Regions from separate parts of the Mus musculus genome. Here all the other regions are linked to region 1. Evidence: chromatin contacts called from public HiCAR-type data. All regions are on one chromosome and are shown on one strand. The core of a region is the stretch at or near the end of the contact, and the rest is flanking DNA. Distances in the headings are between cores, read along the strand shown. Region 1 overlaps Mms22l (MMS22-like, DNA repair protein). Region 2 holds the start of Usp45 (ubiquitin specific petidase 45). Region 3 holds the start of Fbxl4 (F-box and leucine-rich repeat protein 4).

Region 1 (4,475 bases), core at 1,385-3,884:
AAAGGCAGAAAAATGGGCTGGAGAGATGGCTCAACGGTTAAGAACACTGGCTGCTTACTCTTCCAGAGGTCCTGAGTTCAATTCCACATGGTGGCTCACAACCATCTGTAATGGGATCCAATGCCATCTTCTGGTGTGTCTGGAGACAGCTATAATGTACTCATATAAATGAAAGAAATTAATCTTTTAAAAAAAGGCAGAAAAGCAGTTAGACAGTACTGACTTATGCCTATCTAAAACAATGGTTGTAATAATCTTTTAATGCATTCAGCATATGGTGATTTTCTTTTATTATTATATGAACAATAATACCTTTTAAGCATCTCTGAAATGTATGCTTATCCAGGTATCTTTACTCTTGAATAATGTATTTCATTTGAATTGCTCTAATGTCCTTTATTGCTTTCAACTTGATGGTGTAAATTTTTTCCACAGAGGATGCATATTAATGCATAAAGTTTTTATTTAACAAATTCGTGTTCAGTAAAGTAGACATGTGTGATCTGTTCAAATGAAATCTTCTTAATATTTGTGCATATGTGTATAATATCAATGATAGACTGATAGGAAAAAGAAACTTAGGTATTTTTAAGTCATAGCCATTTTGTATTCTGTTATTTTAGTCACTATTTTAATAGGTAATGGTTTGTATTTCTCATTGTTTTCTCTTTATACAGCAGATCTTGTCAATATATACAGGAAAGGAGAAAGTAGTGCTTATGTAGTTACCCTGTAAATTTAAGGCAGAAATCTCAAATTCATTCTGCTTCTTGCCTCTTAAGCATCTTTGATTAAAATGACCTCCAGAAGATTTAGAAACACATTTTTTCTAATTAACTGAGAGTTTTGGTGATATTGAAAAGTAAAGCTCACCATGTTTATTGTATGTAACTGAGTTGTTTGTGGCAATTTTTATTTTGTTTTCCAAGTAAATAAATATTATCAGACTATTCTAATACTTGACTAGGGAAGCAGTTTGGGTAAGAGGGTTCTTGAGCTTCTTCATCTTTGAAAAGTAAATTCAGTTATAGTATGTTACATTTCATATTAAGTCCAGTTCCTAGTTCATTACAGTTTTGTAAAGTTTTGTAAATGGGACTTTAGATTTATATTTTCAAGATTATCTATTCAGGAAATCAAGAAGTTAACCTTATAAGGTTTTTGGTTTGTTGTTTTTTTGCTGTGTAGTTACTGACAAAAGTTTAAAGTTACCAAAATTATGATGGGGGAAGTGGGGTGGAATATAGAAAATCTACTTTTCATGGTAGCAAAGGAAAAAGAGAAAAGAACGGGTATTGAAAGAACAGTGATGTGAGATTGAGAGCATTATGGGACAGGAGCAGAGTGCTTCCTGGAAAGAAGTCACTTTGTTTCTGCTCAGTTGTGGAGGGAGGAGAATGCTGTGACTACTTTCTGTACCCTGGAATTTGTTACCTTAGTCAGTGGTAATACATTAGAAGATGCTGAGGTGAGGTGACAGCATTGCTGTGTTATTTGCCTGAACTCAAGGTTCACTCTAAACTTTAGACCTCGCAGATCCTTGAAACATTAGGTGAAACTCAGTAATGAGCTTGTGCGAAGCTATCTACAGTTTGCTTACACAGCACCATGTCAGGCTAATTATTAAAAGACATGTTGTCACAATACACATGAGTCGCTTTTGTGTGACAGGTTTGCTAAAGTTAACTCTTCTACAATTGTGACTTTATTAAATGAACTAAACCCAGAGAAATTCAGTGAGATACACTGGCATTGTGACTTGGTTCTACAAGGGAAGTACTCCCTGGAAGTCAGAAAAATTTAAGGCCCACACATACGTTGTTTTCACTGATGGGCTGGTGTGATATCAGAGTGGGAAGGAAGCCAATCTCTTCATTATCCCCAGAATTGTTTTTGGATTAATAGAGACGCAGAAGGCACTATAAATAACAGAAAAAAACCTAAATTCGTTGTAGCTTGAGATCTACCTGGCTGGGCTTACTGTGTTCTTTTATCACTCCAAAGCTGTGGTCTTTAACACGTATTTTACAGAGAACATACAAGCACACATTTTATTCTGGCATATTGGGTTACTTTTGCCACCATATTGTTTATAAGGAATATCCTTATCTTTGTTGTCTTCCTGGTAAAGAAGAATGAGTAGTTGCTCTCTTAAATTTTATTTATTAACATTTTAGCAAAATTGAGAACAAGTAGGGAGTGAAACTAGCATTTGAAACTCTTAATTTCAATTGTTTCTTCCTTACCTTACAAGATACATATTTTTCTCTCTTTAGGATGTCTCTTGTCAGATTTAAGGCTTATTTAAAATGAAAAGAAAGCTGGAGCAATTTTCTTTATTCCATTTCAGTCTCCTAAGGCCTATTTCCCCCTGGTGAGCTCATAGCAACAGGGGGGTTTAAGGGAATTCAGCTTTCTGCAAATTAATGTCTCACATCATGAAAATTCAGGACTTTTTTTTTTTTATCTTGAAAAGTAATACAGTGAGTGCGAGTATTATTTCTTGCCAGCGGGTGGAAGATGAATGATTTTGTCACAGTTTTACTGCTTGATGAGCAGTGTCCTGAGGGTCAGGCTTAAGTCTGTGTCACTATGCTGCTCATTACTCTTGAGCTAAATAAGGGCTGATTGGATCTAAATTGCCTAGCACATGGGCCACAGATGAGCTCAGTGAGCAGGGGATGACCTGCTATTCAGTCTGGGAGTAACCCCGGTGTGCAAATGCAGCATTAGAACACCGTGGGAGAATGAGAGGCTACCGGCTGCTGCCAGCAAAAGAAATCGAAATGTAAAAACTCTTTGATGCTGTGATGTTAGAATTTGAAATGTAGGAAGTGACAGGTTGATGGTACTTATCAGCTTTGGCTGGATTAGAGAACAGTGTCATCTTGCTTATATAATGACAGAAGAATGAAGCGAGCAGCTAACTACTGTGCAGAGCAGAGCCACTGCTGTTGCCACAGGCAGGCATTGCTGCCTCCTACTGGCAGTTTTCCTGGAAACCAGGACAGTATAATGAAGAGAAAGCTTCCACTCCTGATTTTCAGAAATCTGCTGGTGTGCTTTTTAAGGTGGTAAAAAGCTGCTAGTAGAAGAGTATCAAAAACGGGGTGGAGAGGAGACTTAAAGTCTACTGGATACAGTAAAAGCATCAACCTGGGGAAATTGGTTGTTCTAGAGTAGTCTAGTGAATCAAGGGTTTATAAAAGGAAAGTACTCAAAATATAGGGCAGAAATCCCTCTTGCATTCACCCTAAAATATTGTTCTTTCAGGAGACCTGGGGTGGGTGGGTTGATTTTGTATTTTTTATCAATAACAGCACTTTACTAACAAATAATCCTTGGAATCTTACAGAGTACTAAGCACAGCATTAACTCAGTTTGAAATATACCTGATAAGGATTCAAAGTAAAAAAAAAAAAAATCCTCTGATTATGTAGCGTATGATGCATAAATTTATCTCTTAGGAAGGGACGGTACAGAAGACAAATGCCTCTTCTATAAGCCAAATGGTCTAAACAGCAAAACCATCAAAATCTCATACAGTGCTGCCTTCTTTAACTTTACTTCTTCAGGTGTGACTTAAAAAAACATCATTATCAGACTCAAGTTTCGTGTATTGATCCAGGAAACTGAGACTAAACTGGAAAAGCTACCTGTCACATAGGAGTTACTCTCCCTGTTTTGTTGGAGGCTATCATACTTTTCTAGTTCATTTGCATTTTAACCCAACTAGATCAAATATAACCAAATTAGTGGCTTTTAAATATACACGACCATTGACAGCTTCTAATATCAATGGCATTTTTTGGTATCATAATTATTGTGTGTGAGCGTGCGTGCGCGCACGCGCACACGCACTCGGACCTGCATATCCGTGCGGGTATGTGTATAGCCCTGAAATCATGTACTTACAAGCACCACTAAACAGACAAACCTGGTGTTATTTGTGTATTTATGTGTTTAAATCTGCATGTAGCAATATTACAGAAAAATGAGGCCATGAATTTGAAAGGGATGGAGAATCATATTACATGCTGTAGGGAGAGGACATGGGGGGGGGTTGAGGATGAACGAGAAGAGCCCATTGCTTTTTGTGAAAGTTAATGCTTTGTTTGATTTTCCAAATAAAGATGCAAAGGTGTGTGGAAAGTATTTTGTATCTAGGCATGCTCTTTCTACTGTGTAGTTACTATGTCACTCCCGGGGTGTCATTCATAAAGCATTGCAGATAAGACTTTGACATTCACTGACTTTGTTTGGGGAAGTTTTTTTTTTTTTTCCTAACATATTTTAAAATATAGGACCTTATGTGTACCTTTAAAATATTACTGGGAGCCACAATTTAATTAAACTCAAGGCTTATGTATATGCTTATATAGCTATATACATCTTATAATTTTTATTACTACATAGAAAGCATAAAGGAAAAACTTAAATTAATCTTTTAGTTTGTTTATAAGAAGAAAACTGCA
Region 2 (4,475 bases), core at 1,440-3,939, 2.8 Mb before region 1:
GACTTTGGCAATATGTTCTAACTTTCTGACTCCTCCTCGTTCTCTGGCTCTTTCTGTCTTCACCCATGTCTAGTTTGTTCTCTCTCTGAAACCTGTCTCAGTGAAACTCTCTCAGTAAAACATAAAAATGCCTCCTTCCCTTTTCTCTATCTTCACGGGTCTCTCTTAAGTAGCCTCTCTTTTTCTCTCTATTTCCATAAGAGTTGGGCATATTCTATTCTGTAGAATCTTTCTCTGAGTCAGCTCTTTGTTTGCCTCTTTTCTAGCCATCACTTTCAAACATGGGTGCTTCCGTCTACAAACCAATTTTACTAAGGGGATGTCTGTATTCTACTCAGAGGGATTAAAGATGTGTGCTAAGGGCTGAGCCACACCACATCTGAAAACAGTTTTTAAAAAGATTTGAATATAGTTTTTCAAGGGCATAGGGTAAAAAGATGTGAATTGTGTATCTTAAACACAAGTTTTATAGTATTTGAAACAAAGGATTTATATTTGCTATTTCTTATAGTATGATAATTATAGTCTTGAGTTCCTGCTTCTTTGACTTCCCAATATGACGGACTTGCTTCCTCAGAGATTGCTTGTTGCTGTGGCATTTTACCGCAGTAATAGAAATGAAATGAGAATAACATTTTATTTGTCTTTTTTTTTTGTTTGATACTTAACATGATCTCTAGTTCCATTCATTTTTCTGCAAACCTCCAAGTTTGAATGGGGGTTTCAGTCTCTAAAGATTTTGATCAGTCTAAGGGCATATCTGTTAGATATCATGGTAGCCACAGGACTCAATTCTAAGACAAACTTAAATATTGAGGGATTAATTGATGAATTCTTGAATTTCTTTTTATTAAGAGAATCTAAATTTTAATTTTAAAATTCTGCCCTTTTTCCTTTAACTGTAAGTTGAGTCTTTTGTTTTCTATTTTTAAAAATTAAAAAAAAATTTCTTTTCTTCTGTTATTTTTTCCATGAGTTTTAATATATACTTTTTAAAAAGACCTATTTCTGACACAATTTAGGCTGGGCAATGGTGGTGCATGCCTTTAATCCCTGCACTTAGGAGGCAGAGGCAGGTGGATTTCTGCGTTTGAGGCCAGCCTGGTCTACAGAGTGAGTTCCAAGACAGCCAGGGCTATACAGAGAAACCCACAGTCATCTATAAGAAGGAACACAGGGGCCCCAGTGGAGAAGCTAGAGAAAGCACCAAAGGAGCTGAAGGGGTCTGCAACCCTATAGGTGGAACAACAATATCAACTAAACAGTACCCCCAGAGCTCATGTCTCTAGCTGCATATGTAGCAGAAGATGACCTAGTCGGCCATCACTGGGAATAGAGGCCCCTTGGTATTGCAAACTTTATATGCCCCAGTACAATGGTATGCCAGGGCCAAGAAGTGGGAGTGGGTGGGTAGAGGAGCAGGGCGGGGTGGGGGGTATAGGGAACTTTCCGGATAGCATTTGAAATTTGAAATATATATAAAGAAAAGATCTAATAAAAAAAAAAAGAAAGAAAAACCAGAAAAAAACAAAAAACAAAAACCTGACACAATTTAGGATGCAAATTTTTGCATCTTTTACATAGTCTATTTCAAATTCAATACTAACATATGAAACTTGATATTTATACAGACAAATTTGAAATTTGTATATAGACTTTGGAATTATATCATAACCCAAACTGTTCTTACAGATGCAGCATTTCTTTTTTTCCCTGGAAGAAAATGACCTTCTAAAAGACAATTATGTACCCCATACCTAGTATCTTGACCAGCATGCTTGTATTCCACTGCATTTGTCTAATGAATGGTTCCTATAAACAACATAAAGGAAGAGTTCTCTCCTTTGCCAAGTTTCCCCATGGAAATGAATTAGATTTTTAAGTTAAAAAAAAAAAAAAAAGTGGAAACAACAAACCACAACAACAAACCCAGTCAGCTTTTGGTTCTTAACTGAACTCTTTTAAACTCCAACCCCAGCACACGATCCATTAGGTCACAACTTGTCCCTTGTGAAAGACTGTGGCTCATCAACTAGTGCTTGCAAGAAATTATTTTTTGTTTTTTAAATTTTTTTATTTTTTGTAACAGGAAGAGGGTATCGGATCCCATTACAGATGGTTCTGAGACACCATGTGGTTGCTGGGAATTGAACTGAGGATCTCAGGATGAGTAGTCAGTGTTCTTAACCACTGAGTCATCTCTCCAGCCCCACAACAAAATTTCAAACCAACTGTTTTTACTCAAAAGCAAGGTGTACATTGTTGTAACAGATGATCGGATTGAGCAGAATTACAGGTGTGATGTACAATCTAGTTCAGAAGTGAGAACCACGTGAAATAAAACGTTAAAATCATATAGAGTGAATCTCAGATGCGACTTTAGGTTCCGAGTTGGGTGATGGAACAAGGGAAGCTGTCTTAAAAGGCACCCAGCAAGTGGGACGCAGCTCACTAAAGCCAGCGCCTGCATCCAGGCCCCGTGGCTGGCACTGTAATCAGTTGGCTGCAGGGCGCCATCCCCTCATCCCATCTACACTCCTCCACCATGCTCCAACCTCCAAGCCGCCAAAGGAAAACCCAGATCTGGGTCTGGACTCAAAGTCCCGCCTTCGGCCCACCCAGAACACCAGACCCCGCCCTCGCCCCCGCCCAGGACGCCAAGCCCCGCCTTCTCCGGGTTCCCCTCTGCACAGGCGCAGAAGCTCCTGCGTGTGGAAGCTGCGGCCCGGCGGGCGGGGTGAGTTGGGGCCCAGGCTTTGGGGTCACTGTAACCACTGTGTCTTCGCTTGGGCGACGAGACCTTCCTGTACGTCAACCAGCCTAGAAAGAGAGGTTTCCTAGCCTACCCTCGCGTCCAGATTCACAAAGGCACCAGGCGGCCTCCCGGGCCGAGTGCTGGCGGCAGGGGGGAAGAGCCGGGGTCGGGGAGGGAGCCAGGCCGAGTCTCGTCTTTTTGGTGACCCGGGCATGCAGCGTCCGCTTGTCCCCTCGGGGTCTCCCCTCGCAGCACATCCCGCTCTGCTAACTTGGGGTGCATTCATGGCCTGACGAAGAGCCTAGACACAGCTTTTTGGCGACGCCAAATATTAGGTTAGGGGTCGATCCTATACCTGAGCCCACGTCCGGCTCCCGGACTTCTGCAAGTCACTTTACCTCTATCCAGTTCCAAGTGTAAATTAAGGATGATGATAGTGACGTATCTCAAAGTGCTTGTAAGAGGTTCATAGAATTGAGTGTTTTGAGCCCGGGTATCTAAAAGGAAGATGTTTGCATTTCCTCTTCTCACGCTGGAGAATAGCAGCCCAAAACTTAAAAAAAAATCAAAACAAAAACCAATTTGACAAGGGAAGCTTGTAGCCAGTTGAAAAGTGTGATATTAATTGCGTTAGCCGTACATCCTTTGTTAGAGGTAACGCAAGTGCTAGATAATATTTAAATTAAAAGCTGAAGTTGACGTCTCAGCAGGTCGCCAAACCTGATGGTTCAATCTCCTGGACCCACGAGGTGAAAGAGAGAAGCTACTCTGACCTCACTAATGCAAATCGAAACACTAAACACGTGCACAGCCATACATATAAAATACATCAATAGATTTATGTTTTAAAAGAAAGCTGTAACGTTTGATGTTTGCAAAACCTCAAAAAAAAAAAAAAAAAAGAAAGAAAGAAAAAGCCAGAACATGTTTGTGGTGAAGTCAGGCCTGAAACTTCTGTCCTTTGATGGCTCTGCCTGCAACATTGGCCCTTGTTTGGCATCTTAAAACTTGGAGTTTGGGCATGTTCTGATGTAGTAGTAATTGTTCTATACTCAGCATTATGTTTCATGCCAAAATGACCAGTTACCATACAGTTTCTGTGCTCCAAGTCTCTAATGGGTTCCCCTGAACCCAGATTCATGTTGCTGCTTAGTCCTTGTCTTACCCACCTGAAGAGAGAGACTTTATGGAAGTTATGGGCAAAGTACCCTTTTCCAGTCTAGTCGGGTTGAGTGTTCATAGAATGTACCATGAAATATACAACCATGTGCTGAATCCTGTGAGTCAGTCCTCTTGACTCCTCAGTGCCAGGAGAGACTTGGAGGTTTCCAGACACAATTTTGATAATGGAAAGCCTTTGAAAGTCCAGTAGTTGGATTTTAATGTTGTTTGCTTGCTTGTTCTGCCTTAAGTGGCATTTGTAGGAGAAGGTTACATGGTATTGCCACATTATGGCTTGTGGATGTTCAGATAACGTTACATCTGCTAGAAAAATGATTGGAAATTGCCCCTCCATTACCGGGAGACGTTTGAGACAACGGTTTCGAAAAAGGTAGCAGGTTGTTTACAAAGTCAAAATCAAAAATCTGCCTCTGAGTATTCTTCCAGAGGTCATCATTATCTGTACATAAATCTTCATCAAGGGTTTATCTGTTATAGGGGAAAATATATCATTTCTCGTGAGCTGTTTCTGTCTGAGAATGCCTTACTCTGGCCAGGG
Region 3 (4,475 bases), core at 948-3,447, 2.2 Mb before region 1:
CACCCACAGCCAAACAGTGGATGGAGCTTGGAGACTCTTATGGAAGAAAGGGAGGAAGGATTGCAGCCCTGAAGGGGATAGGAACTCCACAGGAAGACCAACAGAGTCAACTAACCAGGACACTTGAGGTTCTCAGAGTCTGAACTACCAACCAAAGAAGATACACAGGCTGGACCTAGGCCTTCCCACACACATGTAGCAGATTTACAGCTTGTCTTCATGTGTGTCCTAACCAACTAGAGCGGATGCTATCCCCAAAGCTATTGCCCGTCTGTGGGATATTTTCTAGCTGGGCTGCCTTATCTGGCTTCAATTGGAGAGGGAGTGATTAGCCTCGCAGAAGTGCCAGGGTTGGGAAATACCTAGAGGGCCTCTACCCTCTCAGAGGAGAAGGGGAGGAAGGGATGGGAGAAGGATTGTGGGAGGGGATAACCAAGAGTGGGGCAATCAGCAGGATGTAAAGTGAATAAGTAAAAAAAAAAAAATTAAATTAAAAAAAATAAATATAGTGAAGAAAGAAGTGTGGAGAGTGAATAAAAGACTAAATGAAGGTCTTTGCTTAAAAACACACACTTCATTTTAGAATGAGTAACTTCTGTAGTTTAAATGGAGTTTGAGTTCTTTATACGCATTAACTGAAGTCTTATCAGAAAATATAAAAGGGTCAGGTTTTTTATTTTTAATAAATTAGCATGATTTAAACACAGATTTTATTTTAGAATAAATATTCAGATTTACAAAAACTCTGTGATGAACAGATTGAGATGACAGACAAGCTGACCTCACAGCTGCCCTTGGTGTTAAAGAGATGGAATGCTCTTCCTGCTGGCCTTGAACTCACTGACATCTGCCTGCCTCTGCCCCCCAATGGCTGGGATTAAAGACATGCTCCACCACACCCAGTTCTAACCCTCTCCTTTTAGAACCTAGCTCACCAGATAGTGTCACAGTTAAGAATGGAAGATGGAAATTGAGTTTGAAGTTTTTGATTAAAATTTCACTTTTGTGTAGATTACACAGCATAGCATAATTGTTTCACTTCATGTGGTGGTCTGGATGAGATACTTTTATATGCTGGGGCCTTTCAATATGTGGTTCCTAGTTGGTCTGTTTGGGGAGGTGGAGGAGGTATGGCTTTGCTGATGGAAGTCAGTCATTGGGCCTGGCTTTGACAGATCAAAGACTTACCTGTTTCGAGTTGGTTCTTTGTACTTCGTTGTTTGCAGTTGGAGATGTGAGCTCTTAGTTGTTTGTGCCACCATACCTGGTGCTTGCTGCAGTGCTCCGGGTATGTAAGTGATTCTTAACCATCTGGAATCCCAAGTCTCATTGTTTTGGCTGTGATGTTTTGTTACAGCGATGGAAAAGAAAGTAACATAAAATTAACAAGTATTCTTTCTATTTTGCTTCTTCAAGAGAAAATTGGAAATCATGAGTGGTTCAGCATATTATTGAGTTTCCCATAAATAGGGCTGGAGAGACAGCTCTTTCAGAGACCCTGTTTGGTTCCCAGAATCCACTTCTGACAGCTCACAAATGCCTGTAATTTCAGCTCCAGGATATCTGATCTCTTCTGCCTTCAATGGCACCTGAACACATGTGTGCGCATGAACAGCACACACACACACACACACACACACACACAGATTAATAAAAAATTAAAATAAATCTTAAAGTTTTTTTTTATTAATGGAAACCTTGTGGAAAGACAGATGTAACGACAACTGAAGAAAGGTTCATTTGAAAAGAAATGGAGACTTAAGGGAGACCCGTGACAGCATCTTCATCACAGGTGGTCAGGTGAATATGCGCCTGCAGGGAAGGTTTGTTTCTGAGGGCTGAAGAATTTGTATATTAATTGGTGGATTGTGCCTGCTGAGAACTTTTACTGCTCTAGAAGTTCTCTTTCTAGTGCTCCTGTGCTGAAGTGCTTTTTTGCATAATACTTGGGTTGAGTCACCAAGTCCGAAGAAGCTCCAGCAGAACTACATTACTTCTGGAGGGCTATCTTTGGCAGGATGAGTAGCGTAAAGGTTCTGCAACCCGCTGCCAGTCCCCGAGCAAACAGGCCATTTCTAAAGCACCACTGGCCTGGCTAATCAGCTCAAACAACCAGGGCAATCCGGCAGCAGCCAGCCCGACCCTGGCCCCGCCCTTCGCCAGGCCCCGCCCCGCCTCCGGCCCCGCCCCGCCTCCCGGCCTCGGTCTTCCTTCCGGGTCGCGCTGGGCCGGGCCCGCCGCCGCGGCAGCAGCACGGGATACTGGGAGCCGTCTCCTGCTGCCCACGCTGCGGGCTTGCGGCGAAGCTCTGTTCGCCCAGTTCCGGACCCTGCAGGGTACGGCGCTTTCTTCCTTCCTCCCTCTTCAAGGTCTCGACGTTCCCCCCTCGGCGTGGGCGGGGCCGGGCGCGCGCCACTCTGGGGAGCGCGGGGCGGAGGCTCTGGGCCCACGCGTGCCTATGGTGCTGCGCCGCTGTGCTGGCGGAGACCGGACGTGGGTGCCGCCGCCTCCTGTCGCGGCTCTCTTGGGCCTGGCACGCTCACGGCGAGCTGCGGACGCTGGGCCTGCAGGCTGCGCAGCCCTGACTTCCCTCTCACGCGGGAAGGTTTCTGTCCAGGCAGGCTCGAGCCAGGAGATGCCAGGCTGCAGCCTTCTTTCCATCGTCTGGGGTGGGCCCAGCCACTTGTCAACTATGTTTGGCGATGGGGTTGGTTCTGCATTTCATCGGCTTCCCAAGTGCTCTTAGTCCCAGAGCTGTCAGCAGTCAGTTCTACTTGTAATCCACAAAGGGTCAGGAAGTTAGCTGGCTGTGGCCCACTGGTCTGCTCTGTTGGGAGCCACCTGCTCCCTCTGCTTCCTGCGCACACTCTGAGGAGATCCTAAGGCAGGCACACTGCTTATCTTGCCCACTCTCTCGTCCTACACGATTAATGAGTACAGGGTCCCTCGCACTCCTCTGTCTTGGAGTAAGTCTTGGGTGGAAGTGAAGTCTCATCTAGTGGCGCTAAGAATTAGACAGTCTTGAGTAGTCATTGAATTCCATTATTTCCAGACTTGCGTACCAATTTGAAAAATTCCTGTCCCACGTTTTGGCTCTTTTGAACCCTATTCCGTCTTTGTTTTCAAAGTCAGAGAGGTCAGGGCCTAAGACCTGGTTGTTTGTGGTCCTGTTGCTGCTGTCTTACAGTGTTGTTTACAGCTGATGTTTTGCTTTCAAATATGGTCGTCGAATCTTTACCAAGCCACTGCCCAGTCTTCTCAGCTTGGAAGCGTTACTATTTGCCGTCTTCGCTGTTCTAAGTTTGGAGTCCTCTTGGGTCTTTCATAATATGGATTGTGACTAACCCCCACCCCCCTCCGTGCACGTGCCCCATGGTTTGTTGTCTTACTCAACTTTGGTGTGAGATAAATAATGCTGTGCCTTCTTGGTTATTACTGGCCAATGACTTCATCCCAATTTGTCGAGTTCTGTTCTTTTTCTTCCTGTCAAGTGCTGGTATATGGTGAACACTTGGCGCCCGTGTATTCTTGAGACCTTCTGAACTGCTAGCAGTGACCTACTTCCTGTGGTAATGCCATGCTGCTCTTGTTTCTCCAGCTTTACAGTGTGTGGCGATTCAAACCTTGTCTGACATATCATGAACATCAGTGGATATTTTTGTAATGAACATTTAGTTGAGGGCAGGTTGGATTCCTTTTGTGTTTGAGTGTTGAGGTAGAGCTCTCAATGTAGCCTTGGCTGGGCTCTCTTAGAGGTCTTGTTGGCCCTGGCCCCTGAGAGATGGGGCTAAAGGTATGAAGAACTGCACTGAGTTGAATTCCCTTGTGTCTCGCCCCTCCCTCTAAAATGCCTTGCCAGTTTTTGAAATTTGTAAATTTGCCTTTCCTTTGGTCAGGTGAATTAATGGCCAAATTCTTAAATAAGCTGTCTTTTTGCTCACCCCGTTTACCCTGTCGAGTTGTTCCACATAGAAACTGATTCCCAGTCGCACGTCTGTTGACTTGGGATCTTCTCTTCGTGTGTGCAGTGTCCTGTTGGCCGTTATCAGTGATAACATAACAACATTCTATACCTGCTTTCAGCCCAGGCAAGCTCAATGCTCAAGCTCTCAGATATCCCTTTGAGTTTCACCATTCCAACAAGGTATCACAAACAGAATCAAATTCCTGTGCTGATGTAGTAGATGTGTAAATAATAATCACTGCTTAGTACTTTGCTCTTTCCAGATAGAAATGTGTATACGTGTGTTTCATATAGTGTGTGGTATAGCTTTCTGCAGCTTCTACTTAGTAGTCATCACTGGTGAATGTGTCTTTACATAGATGCACATGCCATCTTACCTTTCAAAGGCTTTTTTGGCTCATTATTTTAGGAGCAACCTAATACTGAGCCAATTCTCTCTTAGTATTTAGAACACTACACATTTATTTCTATTGTATGTGAAATTACTAGGCCATTTCTGCATGTGAATAGC

What was found. HiCAR-type assays count read pairs that join an accessible place to other places.
Region 2: a contact with region 1 is called in a HiCAR-type map of astrocytes, with 4 times the contacts expected there. The contact joins the promoter of Usp45 here to the enhancer-like site in region 1. A contact is called at or near these places in 5 of 39 promoter capture datasets (cranial neural crest, embryonic stem cells, hippocampal neurons and 2 more) and 1 of 115 datasets of contacts at active chromatin or transcription factors (astrocytes).
Region 3: a HiCAR-type map of astrocytes shows a contact between it and region 1, with 9 times the contacts expected there. The contact joins the promoter of Fbxl4 here to the enhancer-like site in region 1. A contact is called at or near these places in 14 of 39 promoter capture datasets (the 3T3-L1 cell line, 3T3-L1-derived adipocytes, the C10 cell line and 8 more) and 1 of 115 datasets of contacts at active chromatin or transcription factors (astrocytes).

What each region holds. Positions count from the first base shown.
Region 1 is chr4:24,542,112-24,546,586 of GRCm38.p6, forward strand. All of the region lies in intron 13 of Mms22l (MMS22-like, DNA repair protein), which reads left to right. Among named protein-coding and RNA genes, the nearest start is that of Mms22l, 48 kb to the left of the region's middle. Within about 2 kb of position 2,635, at least 49 of the 459 cell types and tissues checked have an H3K27ac peak or open chromatin away from gene starts, as enhancers often do. A contact at or near this core is called in astrocytes and hippocampal neurons, where this site is marked.
Region 2 is chr4:21,773,581-21,778,055 of GRCm38.p6, forward strand. It overlaps Usp45 (ubiquitin specific petidase 45), which reads left to right and starts at 2,690. Exons shown (of 18, transcript NM_152825.2): 1 at 2,690-2,737.
Region 3 is chr4:22,355,346-22,359,820 of GRCm38.p6, forward strand. It overlaps Fbxl4 (F-box and leucine-rich repeat protein 4), which reads left to right and starts at 2,198. Exons shown (of 9, transcript NM_172988.4): 1 at 2,198-2,336.